Regions from separate parts of the Oryctolagus cuniculus genome. Here region 1 is linked to region 2. A link is a contact called in public Micro-C data. All regions are on one chromosome and are shown on one strand. Each heading gives the region's core, a stretch centred on a gene start, on an enhancer-like site or on the middle of the called end of the contact. The rest is flanking DNA. Distances are from core to core; before and after follow the strand shown. Region 1 holds the start of PRMT2 (protein arginine methyltransferase 2). Region 2 holds the start of GTPBP6 (GTP binding protein 6 (putative)).

What was found. Hi-C and Micro-C count contacts between places; a contact is called where the count stands out from the background.
Region 1: a Micro-C map of ear pinna shows a contact between it and region 2, with 9 times the contacts expected there. The contact joins the promoter of PRMT2 here to the promoter of GTPBP6 in region 2. A contact is called at or near these places in 2 of 6 Hi-C or Micro-C datasets (ear pinna and an unstated tissue).

The regions. Positions count from the first base shown.
Region 1 is chr4:201,822-208,540 of mOryCun1.1, reverse strand. It overlaps PRMT2 (protein arginine methyltransferase 2), which reads left to right and starts at 2,877. Exons shown (of 11, transcript XM_070071717.1): 1 at 2,877-3,020; 2 at 4,520-4,620. The coding sequence starts at 4,582. LOC108178025 (a long non-coding RNA gene) reads right to left here and starts at 2,900. Exons shown (of 2, transcript XR_001794746.3): 1 at 2,729-2,900.
Region 2 is chr4:26,850-33,315 of mOryCun1.1, reverse strand. It overlaps GTPBP6 (GTP binding protein 6 (putative)), which reads left to right and starts at 4,813. Exons shown (of 10, transcript XM_002716856.5): 1 at 4,813-5,199. The coding sequence starts at 4,860. LOC138849216 (a long non-coding RNA gene) reads right to left here and starts at 5,100. Exons shown (of 5, transcript XR_011387652.1): 1 at 4,963-5,100; 2 at 2,206-2,364.

The sequences.
Region 1 (6,719 bases), core at 1,628-4,127, 180 kb before region 2:
TCAGGAACAACATGTCTGCATTCCTTGGAAGGCCATGGATGCTGGGAATGGTTCTCTTGTGCCTTAGGTTGTGAGAAAGCTCACATCATAGAGGCCTTGGATGTCCTGTTCCAGGATGTTTCCCTCCTTCTCACGAGATATCACCTAAGACAAACGAGCAAAGGTCTGTTGGTCTCACAAGGTGTTCCTCCCCTCCTCGTGAGAGGTAGCTTGATGCATACTGCCACATAGGCAAAACTGCAGATGCGAGTACACACTTGCTGACACAGCAAGGCTGAATGCTATCTGGAGGGAATAAAAGATGCAGGGAGATGCAGAGGTGTTCCTTCTCTGCTCAGGAAGAGGGTCCCATTGTCCCTCCCGCCTTCCTTCTGGTTTTTCCATAATCTCTTGTCTTGGTTGTTCTTTATTCATTGTGCCTTGTCCCCTCTTCACCCTGGAAAAGCTGCTGAGCAGGTCTTCAACATTTCCTTTTTTTTTTTTTTGACAGGCAGAGTGGATATAGAGAGAGAGACAGAGAGAAAGGTCTTCCTTTTGCCGTTGGTTCACCCTCCAATGGCCGCCGCGGCCGGCGCGCTGCGGCCGGCGCACCGCGCTGATCCGATGGCAGGAGCCAGGATCCAGGTGCTTCTCCTGGTCTCCCATGGGGTGCAGGGCCCAAGCACCTGGGCCATCCTCCACTGCACTCCCTGGCCACAGCAGAGAGCTGGCCTGGAAGAGGGGCAACCGGGACAGAATCCGGCGCCCCGACCGGGACTAGAACCCGGTGTGCCGGCGCCGCTAGGCGGAGGATTAGCCTAGTGAGCTGCGGCGCCGGCCCCAACATTTCCTTTTTAAGTATTGGATTTGTTTCACTCTTACCTCTTTTTGGGTGTCTATTAACATGGCAGAATCTCTTATGTGCTGCTGTTTTCTCATTTTCCTCTCTGCCACAGTCTGGATAAATTCTTTAGATTTGTTTTTGTGTTCTGTTATCAGCTCCTGTCTGCTGTGCTAGTTCAGGCAGTGCTATGCTTTCAGCTGTAGGTTGTCTATTTAATTTTCTAAAAAACATATCCCATACTATAAGTGAATTTTCCTTTTCATGTCCATTTTCTTCATCATTTCCTTGAAAACCTTCAACATAGTAATTTTCAGCATTTTAAAGTACATGTCTGCTAACTCATCTTGATGATCTATGTGACATTTCTATTCAAAGCTTTTTCCTCATAATTATAGTTCACATTTTCCTGTTTCTTCACATGCCTAGCAATTTTACTGTATGTTGGAAATATGCCTAAAAGAACCAAACAAATTCCATATGGTATCATCTATCAGTGAGGGAACCTTATCTTCTTTTAAGCTGTGTGGGGCCTGAACACCTCAGGACAGCAAGGGATTGGGCTGGGTGGTGACAACACACAGTTCCAACAAGACCTGGACTTTTTTGTTGTCTTTTAAAAAAAGATTTATTAATGTATTTGAAAGGCAATTTTAGAGAGAGGGAGGGTAGAAAGGAAAGGGGAGGGGTCGGGAAAGAGAGGGGTGGGGAGAGAGAGAGAAATACATGGATTTCCATCTGCTGGTTCACTCTGCAAATGGCCACTGCAGCCAGGGCAGGGCCAGGCCAAAGCCAGTAGCCCAGAATTCCATCTGGGTGTCTCACGTGGTTGGCAGGAGCCCAATCACTTGGGCCAGCTTTTGCTGCTTTTCTAGTGCATTAGCAGGGAACTGGATCGCAGGTTGAGCAGCTAGCACTCAAAAGAGCACTGCACTCATATGCGATGTCTGCATTGCAGGAGGTGGCGTAACTGGCTGGGGCACAATGCCCACCCCAAGCCTGGACTTCACTCCTGGACTTCTCATTGAGAACTGCTTTTCTCGCCCTGACTGACAGGTTTTGGCTTAGCACGAGCCTCCTGAGGGAGAAGGCTGGTGCGATTTCACTCTACCACGCAGGTCAAGACCTGCCTGTTTGCTCTTCTCATTTCCAATCCATCATGCCAGCCCACAAGCATCAGAAGCCCCTGTGGACCCCCTGCCAGGGCCGTGCCTGTGTGCTGCTGATGCAGACCATTAGGTGTGCGTCTGCCTCAGCAGGTGCGCTGGGAGGGGCTGGTATTTTAGGTTGTTGTGTAGATTATGGGAGGCTGCCCTGCACTAGACCCAAAAGACCAAACCATTATGGACTCACTGATGCCCCAAGTCCAAGTCACCAAGCTGAAAGCAGAATGTTTATCTGACTTCTGAGAGCACAGAGGCAGGGAGGGAGAGGCCACATTCCCAGACAGGCCAGATGTGGCAGGAAAGTAACTTGGAAATTCCTCTTTTGTCTGTTTCTGCTCTCCTCAGCCCTCTGTCTATTAAACTAACATCTGCTCAGCTCACTAGAACGCTCATTTAGAACAGGGTGTTGACTGAATCTAGAATTGCACACAAAACCCAATCAGACCTTCAAGTTGAATGTTTTTTATACATTCGTCTCACCCTGTGCGACCACACAGCTCTGGGGCCGCTCTCCCAGCTGGGGCAGGGACGGCAGTCCGCCTTCCGGTAACCCCGGGCTTCTGGCGGGGGAAACCCTACTTGACCGCGGCGCTCCCGGCGTCCAGACCCGGTCCACACGGACAACGGAAGGTCCCTGAATTACCACAAGAAAACCCCAATCGGGGTCTTGGGCCAGCAACACGCTGCCCACAGCTGCCGCGCACCGCGTCCGACCCCCAGCCCTCCGCCCCCGTCTACGTACCCGCGCCCGTTCCCGGCGTCCGACTCCCGCCCCGGCCGGCTGTGGGCACGGGAGCCGGTTCCTCACACGGGCTGACGACGCAACTCGGCTCTACCCCGCAGAAGGCGTAGCCTGTGGAGTGCGCCTGCGCGGTAGGATGGCCCCGCCTCGGGGCGGGGCCTCCCCTGGGCGCGGCTCGTGCGCACTGCGCCTGCGCAGGCCGAGGGCGGTGGCTCTGGCTCCCGGTGGGGAACCGTCAGCCCCTACGTGCTGGTGGCGTGGATGTGCAACTCGGCGGGGAGAAGCGACTGAGGTAGGTGTCCTGGTGGACCCAGCGTAGGAGGCTGGGCTGCACTTGAGGCAGGACTTGTAGGGTGAGGGGGTCCTCGCCCCCCGTGTGCGTCGCTGGCCGACTGAAGCCTCCGTCTCCTCCTGGGACCCCCGAGCGCCCTCCCGGTTCCTCGGCTCTGCGCTGTAGCGGCTGTCCGCGAGCTCCGCGCCTGCCCCACCCCGTTGCCCCGCCCCTCTCCGACGCCCCGCCTTTTCCCTACGCGGCACCACGCCCACCGGAGGCCCCGCCCCTCTCCGGGGCCCCGCCCCTCTCCTGCGCCACGCCTACCAGCGGCCCCGCCCCTCTTCGGGGCCCCACCCTGGCCGAGCTACGCCCCTCGCGGCGCCACGCCCCCTCGGCCCGGGCCAGCCGCGCCGCTCCCGGGTCTCCCTCCCTCCCTCCCGTCAGGTCTCTTCCAGAGCTCCGCCCTAGCCACGTCCCTCCCCGCAGGCACGCCCCTCCCGGCGCACGCCCCTCCCCGCAGGCACGCCCCTCATGGCGCACGCCCCTCCCGCAGGCACGCCCCTCCCGGCGCACGCCCCCTCGGCCCGGGCCGGCCGCGCCGCTCCCGGGTCTCCCTCCCTCCCTCCCGTCAGGTCTCTCCCAGAGCTCCGCCCTAGCCACGCCCCTCCCTCAGGCACGCCCCTCCCTCAGGCACGCCCCTCGCGGCGCCACGCCCCCTCGGCCCGGGCCGGCCGCGCCGCTCCCGGGGCTCCCTCCCTCCCTCCCATCAGGTCTCTCCCAGAGCTCCGCCCTAGCCACGCCCCTCCCTCAGGCACGCCCCTCGCGGCGCCACGCCCCCTCGGCCCGGGCCAGCCGCGCCGCTCCCGGGGCTCCCTCCCTCCCTCCCGTCAGGTCTCTCCCAGAGCTCCGCCCTAGCCACGCCCCTCCCCGCAGGCACGCCCCTCCCGGCGCACGCCCCTCCCGGCGCACGCCCCTCCCCGCAGGCACGCCCCTCGCGGCGCCACGCCCCCTCGGCCCGGGCCGGCCGCGCCGCTCCCGGGGCTCCCTCCCTCCCTCCCGTCAGGTCTCTCCCAGAGCTGCCTCGGCCCCGGCGTCAGATCCGGGCCGCACCCTCGCGCCGTCGTAGGTGGGCCCAGGTTTCCAGCGGAGTTAGTAGTTACGGTTCCAGGAATCACGAGAGTAGGGTCAGGCCTGTTTGTAGGCGAGGCGTGCGTTCTATAGGAGTGTGGCGCTGGCAGGCGCGGGGGAGCTGAGGAGAGGCGGGGGGCTCCGTCCCAGGGCGACCCCAGGAGCGCCCGGGCCAGCCCGGGACGCGCGTGTGCCTGTGCCGCTTGTGGTGCTTTCGATGGGCCTTGTAGAACTGAGGGTGAGTTTCATCTCCACACCGCGGCGCACGCGTAGGTTGGTTTCACTTGGGTCGGGGACCTTTCTAGTGTGCCTCAGAAGTTAAATGGATTTGATTGTCAAGCGGTGTAACAGCCCTCTCCCCCTCTCCCCCTCCCTCTCTCTCTCAGTAGAAACGAGGAGGAGAAAATGAAATAATAAAGGCAGCAGGTATGAGGCAGAGCCCGAGGGAACTATGGCCACGTCAGGTGACTGCCCCGGGAGTGAGTCTCAGGTAATTTTGTCTGCAGTGTAAGAACTCGTGCCCAACGAGCGTGAATGTGACAGAAACAAGTGTCAGCTCACAAGCCAGGAGCGTCACTTGTGTCCTTGAAGGTGGCCCCCACAGCGGGCTGCTTCCGTTGAAAGAGCGTTGAGGTACAGGGTTGCAGATGGCGTTCCCGTGCTGGTGCTGGAAACATGTCTAGGGAGTACTTCCGGTGGTCAGAACACGGGGTCCTCTGCACACCTGCATCCAGCGTGGGAGTGCCTGGCTTCAGGTGCTGGCTTGGCTCCTGATGCCAGCTTTCTGCTGTGGTGCACCCTGGGAGGCAGCAGGTGATGGCTCAAATAGCGGGATATCTGCCACCCTCATGGGAGACCCAGATTGAATTCCTGGCTCCTGTCTTTGCCTGGTCCAAAGCCCTGCTGTTGTGGGCATTTGGAGAATGAACCAGCACATGAGCTTGCTCTCGCTCTCTCTCTCTGTCTCTCTCTACCTTTTAAATAAATAAAATTAAGCACTTAGTAAAAAACAAAAAAAGAAACTGCACACAAAAATATCAGTCACCTAGGACTCAGTTTTGGTGCCTGAACTAGTGAAACTAGCATGCTTTCCTAGCTATTTGATGACACCCAAGTATAATACCAGCCAATTAGAAGAGATACATGTATGCACACTGTTTTCTGCCTGGGCTACACACATAATTTCATTCAAGCTAGCAGTAAAAAAAAGAAAAAAAAAACACGTTAAATTTTAAGGAATGTTGGTTATGTAAAATAAACTAATATTCTAATAGATGTTTTAAAAAATCAAACATTTTGAGCCGGCGCCGTGGCTCAATAGGCTAATCCTCCACCTTGCGGCGCCGGCACACCGGGTTCTAGTCCTGGTTGGGGCGCCGGATTCTGTCCCGGTTGCCCCTCTTCCAGGCCAGCTCTCTGCTATGGCCAGGGAGTGCAGTGGAGGATGGCCCAGGTGCTTGAGCCCTGCACCCCATGGGAGACCAGGAAAAGCACCTGGCTCCTGGCTCCTGCCATCGGATCAGCGCGGTGCACCGGCTGCAGCGGCGGCCATTGGAGGGTGAACCAACGGCAAAGGAAGACCTTTCTCTCTCTGTCTCTCTCTCTCACTGTCCACTCTGCCTGTCAAAAAAAAAAAAAAATTTTTTAGTATCTGTGATTTCAGTTTTAATGCTTTTTCCCCCTTTCATTCTGAAGATCTCCTTTCTTTTTTTTTTATTTTTGATTAAAAAAAATTTTTTTTTGACAGGCAGAGTGGACAGTGAAAGAGAGAGAGACAGAGAGAAAGGTCTTCCTTTTGCCGTTGGTTCAACCTCCAATGGCTGCCACGGCCGGCGCGCTGCGGCCGGTGCACCGCGCTGATCCGAAGCCAGGAGCCAGGTGCTCTCCTGGTCTCCCATGCGGGTGCAGGGCCCAAGCACCTGGGCCATCCTCCACTGCACTCCCTGGCCACAGCAGAGAGCTGGCCTGGAAGAGGGGCAACCAGGACAGAATCCGGCGCCCCAACCGGGACTAGAACCCAGTGTGCCAGTGCCGCAAGGCGGAGGATTAGCCTAGTGAGCCGCAGCACCAGCCCTGAAGATCTCCTTTCAATGGGTTTTTATGGATAGGAATGTTATTTACAGTTGGTTTATTAATCTATTGTCATGAATCATAAAATGTTTTAATCCCATGGACATTGAGGCATTAAAATAATTAGAACATTTATAGAATAGTATTGGAAACATCAAGTACATTTTATAGTTAGACTCACTAACATTTTGCCATGTTTACTTCAGTGCACACACACACACACGTGTAAAATAACAACACCACAAGTAAAGTTTTTTTCTCCAGCAACATCCTTTACCTCTTCTGTTTCTCTAGAGGTAAAAGCTACTGTGAATTATGAATTTGATGAGTGTGCTTCTGCCCCATTTTTTATACCTCGGTACATTATGCAGAAATCTTTGAACAATATGATAGTATCTGTGTGTGCTTTTTAGAACTTACATATGTGATTTATACTCTCTGTTGCCTGTAGCTTGCTTTTTTCCCACTTAACTTTACATCTGTTGATAGATATATTGTGCTAGCTCAGTCCTTGTCCTG
Region 2 (6,466 bases), core at 3,564-6,063:
CTTTTGGTGCTCTGCTCTTCACTCGTTTCTTTTCTTCCTTTGATTGGGTAGTTTCAGATGAGTTCTACTGACATTGACTGGTTCTTCCTTCTTGAATAGAGTCTACTGTTGAACACTATATGGAATATTCCAACTCAACTAATGTATTATTCATCTTCAATGTTTCCATTTGCTTTCATAGAGATTTATTTACTTATTTGAAAGGCAGAGAGAGAGAGAGAGAGAGAGAGAGATTTTCCATCTGCTGGTTTACTCCCCAAATGACTGCCATGGTCTATGCTGACCCAGGCTGAAGCCAGGCGCCAGGAGCTTCTTCTGGGTCTACTATGTGGGTGCAGGGGCTGGGCACTTGGGCCATCTTCCACTGATTTTCTAGGTGCATTAGCAGGGAGCTGTATCAGAAATGGAGCAACCTGGACTCAAACTGAGCCTATACGGGATGCTGTGGCATAGGTTAGGCCTCCGCCTGCAGTGCCGGCATCCCGTATAGGCGTCAATTCAAGTCCTGGCTGCTCCATTTCCAATCCAGCTCTCTGCTATGGCCTGTGTAAGGAGCAGAAATTAAACAGCTCCACCATAACATTAACAGGAAATAAGCAAGAGCTACAGTGGCTGCAGGAGATCTGCATGGACTGGATAAGAACCACCCATGGCCACATACACCCTCCTGGGGCCTCCTCGGCCATACACTGACCACCAAAAATGAATATAACCTGCAGGCTGAAGAGGCCCTGAGAGACTTCCTGAACAGACCCTCCTGGAGCAAAAGCTCCAGGTTGACCTGCCACACTCAGACCTTCCCACGAGTTCTCCCAGCCAGGCCTGCGCCTGCCGGATGCCAAGGCCGAGCTCACCCTACAGACTTCGAAGCCCTGCTCACCCAAAGCCGAGACTCTACTCGCCTTTCCAGACCTGCATCCTTTGGCCCAGAGGCACCACCCATGCAGACGCTGTGAGAATCCGCCCTCTTGTGGCTAAGACATGTCAAGAGGAGCACGGGAGGTACTGTGGGAACCTTAGGTGGTCGGTTTTGCCCAGTGTGCTGTGTGAATTAGAACCTGTGACTTCTCCATTGCACAATAAAGTCCTTATTGGAATCAACACAGCCTTGGTGCCATTACTACACTTGCAACAACCAGGGAAAGCAGTAGAAGATGACTCAAGTGCTTGGGCCCTGCACCCATGTGGGAGACCCGGAAGAAGCTCCTAGCTCCTGGCTTTGGATAGGCACAGCCCCTGCTGATATAGCCATTTAGGGAATGAACCAGTAGATGGAAGAGTCTCCTCTCTCTCTTCCTCTCTCTCCCTCTGTAACTCTGCCTCTCAAATAAATAAATAAAATATTTTAAAAAAAGATTTTATTTATTTATTTGAAAGAATTACACAGAGAGAGGAGAGGCAGAGAGAGAGAGAGGTCTTCCATCTGATGGTTCACTCCCCAGTTGGTTGCCAGCGGCCGGAGCTATGCCAATCCGAAGCCAGGAGCCAGGAGCTTCTTCCCGGTCTCCTACGTGGGTGCAGGGGCCCAAGGACTTGGCCCATCTTCTACTACTTTCCCGGGCCATAATAGAGAGCTGGACAGGAAGTGGAGCAGCCGGGTCTCGAACTGGCGCTCATATGGGATGCCGGCGCTTCAGGCCAGGGTGTTAACCAACTATGCCACAGCGCTGGCCCCAATAAATCTTGGAAAAAAAAAAAGACAGTCTTTTCCACAAATGGTGCTGGACCAATTGGGCCTCCATTAGTAAGAAAATGAGTCTACACCCTTCACAGAAATTAAAATGAGCCACAGCCCTAAACATAATACACAGAGCTGGAAAACTAGGAGACAGCAGGAGGAGCCGGCATTATGGCACAGCAGGTTAAGCCATGGCTTGTGATGCTGGCAACCATGTCAAAGTTCAGCTGGCCTGACCACATGTGTGTTGCTGGCAGTCTGGGTAAAGGGTGTTGGCAGCAATAAAATCCTCAAAAGCTCACAAACCTCCCACGCCCCAGAGCAGCCCCTGGGGTCTACATCCAGCTTCTAACACTAATAAGCTGCCAGTCACAAGAAAAGGGCAAGGCCAGTGACATCCAGCTGTTTATTTTCATGGTGAAGTCAGCAGCCTGGAAACTGTTTGCCACCAGTCAGCACGGCTGTCTGCCACATCAGTGCTTTCCGCCTCAGCCCACGTACGTGTAGAACAAAGTCAGGTTGCTAACCTTGCTTTCCAAACAGCTGCACGAGAAAATGTGCTCTTGGTACCTAGTGAGGCCAGGTTCCAGCAGTTTTCCAGCATCCCATTGGCAGATGCCAATCACCCTGACTGCAGCTCACAGCCTCCATCTCTGTGTCTCACCAATGCAGGGGCAGATCTTGTCCTAAAACACAAGAGAATCAAACTCTCAGCAAACAAGCTCCCTGCCCATGCATACCTGGGAGGCGGCAGGGGACGGCTCAGGTCCTTGTACACCTGCTGCACTGTGGGAGACGTGGATGGAGCTCCTGGCTTCAGCCTGGGCCAGTGGTGCCTGCTGCAGGTTTGCAGAGCCAATCCGTGGATGGAACATCTTGGTCTCTGTACCTCTCCAATAAAATAGTTTTAAAATGAAAACAGCCACAGGCTGGCGCCGTGGCTCGCTAGGTTAATCCTCTGCCTGCGGCACCAGCATCCCATCTGGGCACCGGGTTCTAGTCCCGGTTGCTCCTCTTCCAGTCCAGCTCTCTGCTGTGGCCTGGGAGGGCCGTAGAGGATGGCCCAAGTGCTTGGATCCCTGCACCCACATGGGAGACCAGGAGGAAGCACCTGGCTCCTGTCTTCGGATTGGCGTAGCTCCGGCCGTAGCGGCCATTTGGGGAGTGAACCAACGGAAGGAAGACCTTTCTCTCTGTCTCCCTCTCTGTCTATAACTCTGTCAAATAAAAATAAAATAAAATAAAATAAAACAGCCACTCACAACCTGCCTGCTCCCATCAGGGCTGTGGACCACAGAGTGCCTGGGACAGGTAAAGCTTTGCCAGGTTCACGAGGATGGAAAGGCAAATCGGATTTTGCGTGAACACCTTTTAGCTACGGTTTTTTTTTTTTTCAGTCTTAATTATGAAGTCAATGATGGATCTTTAAAAAAAATGCTAGTACCCTAACATTGAGTAAATCAAACACGCTTATTATTTTTTTCTATTTATTTTGTTTTTAAATTTTATTTAAGGCATACAGATGTCATGTATTTCAATACCCAGATGCAAGAACACAGTGACACTTCTCACGCTCCCTCGGCCTCCCTTTCCTAGTCCCACTCTTCACGAAGATCTATTCAAGACCCTCCGGGGCCGGCGCCGCGGCTCACTAGGCTAATCCTCCGCCTAGCGGCGCCGGCACACCGGGTTCTAGTCCCGGTCGGGGCGCCGGAATCTGTCCCGGTTGCCCCTCTTCCAGGCCAGCCCTCTGCTGTGGCCAGGGAGTGCAGTGGAGGATGGCCCAGGTGCTTGGGCCCTGCACCCCATGGGAGACCAGGAAAAGCACCTGGCTCCTGGCTCCTGCCATCGGATCAGCGCGGTGCGCCGGCAGCAGCGCGCCGGCCGCGGCGGCCATTGGAGGGTGAACCAACGGCAAAGGAAGACCTTTCTCTCTGTCTCTCTCTCTCTCACTGTCCACTCTGCCTGTCAAAAAAATAAAAAAAAAAAAAAAAAAAAAAAAGACCCTCCGGGATGCTAAAATGCATCAGCGTTCAGGGATCTGGCCGGGCGGGGCAGGGAAGGACGGGGCCGCGCAGACACAGCGCCAGGAACGGGACTAGTCCGTCCCCAAACCACGCAGCCTGGGCAGGAGGCCGCCTCTGGCCCCACTGCCTCTCCAGGTGCTGCAGCTGGGCCAGCACGAGCTTGCTCGCCAAGGTGGCTGGGGGGAGACACGGGGTAGGGGAAGATGTGCGCAGGGGCGTCGAGGGGAGAGATGCACCCCGGGGAGGGGATGCCCACGCGGGGGTGGATACACGGAGGTCCCCCTGGCATCTGGGAGCACAGAACTCCCCCCTACGAACTGACGCACTCGGGGCAAGGCCAGGGACGGAGGCGACCCCGGCCCTCACCCCCTCCGACCTGAGGTTCGCTTCCAGCTCGGTCTCCCCCAGCAGAGACAGGGAAGGGGGGTAGGGAGGGGGACAGGAGCAGTTGCTGGTAAGGATGGGCCGGGAGCCCCGACCTCCAGGCCAAGGCTGACCCCTTCCGGGCCTCACGCTCTGAGGGGGCAAGACCGGGGGCTCAGGGCAGGGTTCAGGACCAAATGCACCCTCCGGCTTCCCCAAGCAGGCCCCTGGCCAAGACACTCCCGCTTCCGACCCCGCCCCTTAGACCCTGCCCGGAGACCCTCACGCAGCGTCCTGTCAGCTGAGGGGGCGGGAGCACCGCGTCCTTGCCACACAGACACTTCTGACCCGGGCTCGGATCAAGCTGTGGAGCCCCGGACCTCTGGTGGGACGCGGGCCAGGGTCAGCGATCTGGCCGCAAACGGCACACATCAGCGACCAGCTCCACCCAAGGAATCAGTCCCCACGGCTCGCGACGGCCAGTCAGAATCACGTGGCTCGGGCCGACCAATGAACAGCCCGTGTAAGAAAGGGCCCGCCCCCCCACCTCGTTACGCGCAGGCGCGGTCTTCGGTTCCGCCCCTCCTGGGAAGCACGGCCTGAGGCCCCGCCTCCCTCCAGGCAGTGAGTGACAATGCCCTGAGGTCCCGCCCCCTCGCTTTGCGCGTGCTCGCGGCGTGAGGGCTCCTCCCCTTACGTCAGGCGGGCCACCGCCTGCCTCCCCGCCCCTCCCAGTCACGCACGTGGTCGCCTGCGGCCCCGCCCCCCCTTGCCGAGCACGCTCTCGCTGCATGTGGGCCCTGCGGGCCGCCGTCCGCCCGCTGCTCCCGCGGTCCCGCGCGTGCCGCGGCCTCCCTACTCCTAGGGCCGCGCCGCCACAGCCCCGCCACTCACGCGCGCTCGCCGCCTTCCGGCCATGGGGTCCAGGGGGGCCAGGAAGCGAGAGATGGGGCCCGAGGACAGAGGCCCCGAAAAGCCCCGCAGGAGAGGACGAGGGGGATCCCGAAGGTGCGGAGGAAGAGGAGGAAGAGCTGCTGAGGAGAGACCCTCTGTTGCCTTCAGGGACCCAGCGCGTGTGCTTAGTGCACCCTGATGTCAAGTGGGGAGCGGGGAAGCCGCAGCTGACTAGAGGTGACCGGGGCCGCCGCGAGGGGCGGGGCCTCTGGTGACGGGCGCTCATTGGGGCGGGGCCCCAGGGGCGGGGCCTCGGGGAGGCGCTCATTGGGGCGGGGACACGGGAGTGTGGCCTCGGGAGGTGCTTATTGGGGCAGAGACGCCTGTCGTAGGGGTGTGGCTACAGGGGCGGGAACCGCTGGTGGGCGGGGCCTCCGCTGCACCGAACAAATGTTTGGGAGTCCCGCGACGCGGGCAGTGCCCAGGGTCCTCCGGCGCCCTCGGGAAGGGAGGGAAGTGCTAGGTAACTGCCGGAGCCTGCTGAGTGGTGCTTTCCCTCACTGGCCAGGGTCTTCCTTATCGGGGGTGCCTCCGGAACCCTGAAGTCCTGTGAAACCCTTGACACTCCCCGGCTCTGAATCGGCTTAGGCACCCGCCTCCCCTCCCCCACCCACTTCGCTCCTAAGCCAACCCCCGACCCGCAGCTGCCCTCTCGCGCATCCGATCCCGGGACTCCTGTGCCCCCTTGCCTGCCCCCTCCTCCCCCCCAACAAAGCAGCCCCCCCGCCTGCTGCCCCTCACCCCGTTCTGGCGTTTGCACGTCCAGAAACAAGAATCCTGAGCCCAGCAAGATTTTGCCCGGGGCAGGGGATGTCCTAACTTGCAAGCCTCTACCAGACTCCTGCACCTGCCTGGAGCTGCCCACCTGGCACGCCAGGTGCCCACAGGGACCCAGCCAGGTGTGGAGTAGGATCATATGCACCGGAGTTTGGGGCAGTGGTCCCAGGACCCTCAAAAGGCCAGGCTTTGGGGGCTCTTCCTTTAGGATTGAACATTTTAAAACCTTGAATCTTGCAACTCCTATCTCCCCCTCTGGTTCCAGAACATTCTCGCTCACCTCCCCCCCCCCCCCCCCCAAGGGAGACCCTGTTCTTGTCCATCAGCAGGCAGCGCCGCTCCTCAGCCCTGGCCACTGCGAACCCACTCTCAGCTCTGCCCGGACATTTCCGGTCTACAGTGGGGTCTCTCGTTGTGGCCTCCTGGGTACTCCCAGGCACGTGGCCCTGCCTCTCCATTCTGCCAGCCCTTCCTGGCTGCTGTCCATCTCCCACAAGCCATGACCACCTCAGGACTAGGTTTTGAGTGTTGGCCACCTGCAGAGACCTGTAGGGGTGGAAGTGCGGGGTCCCACGTGGACTTCTGTGCACACCTAGGGGAGGGGGTCGCTCTGGGGGTCTGGGGCGGAAGTGGAAGCTGGGGCATGGACCCAGTGGGGAGGGGCAAT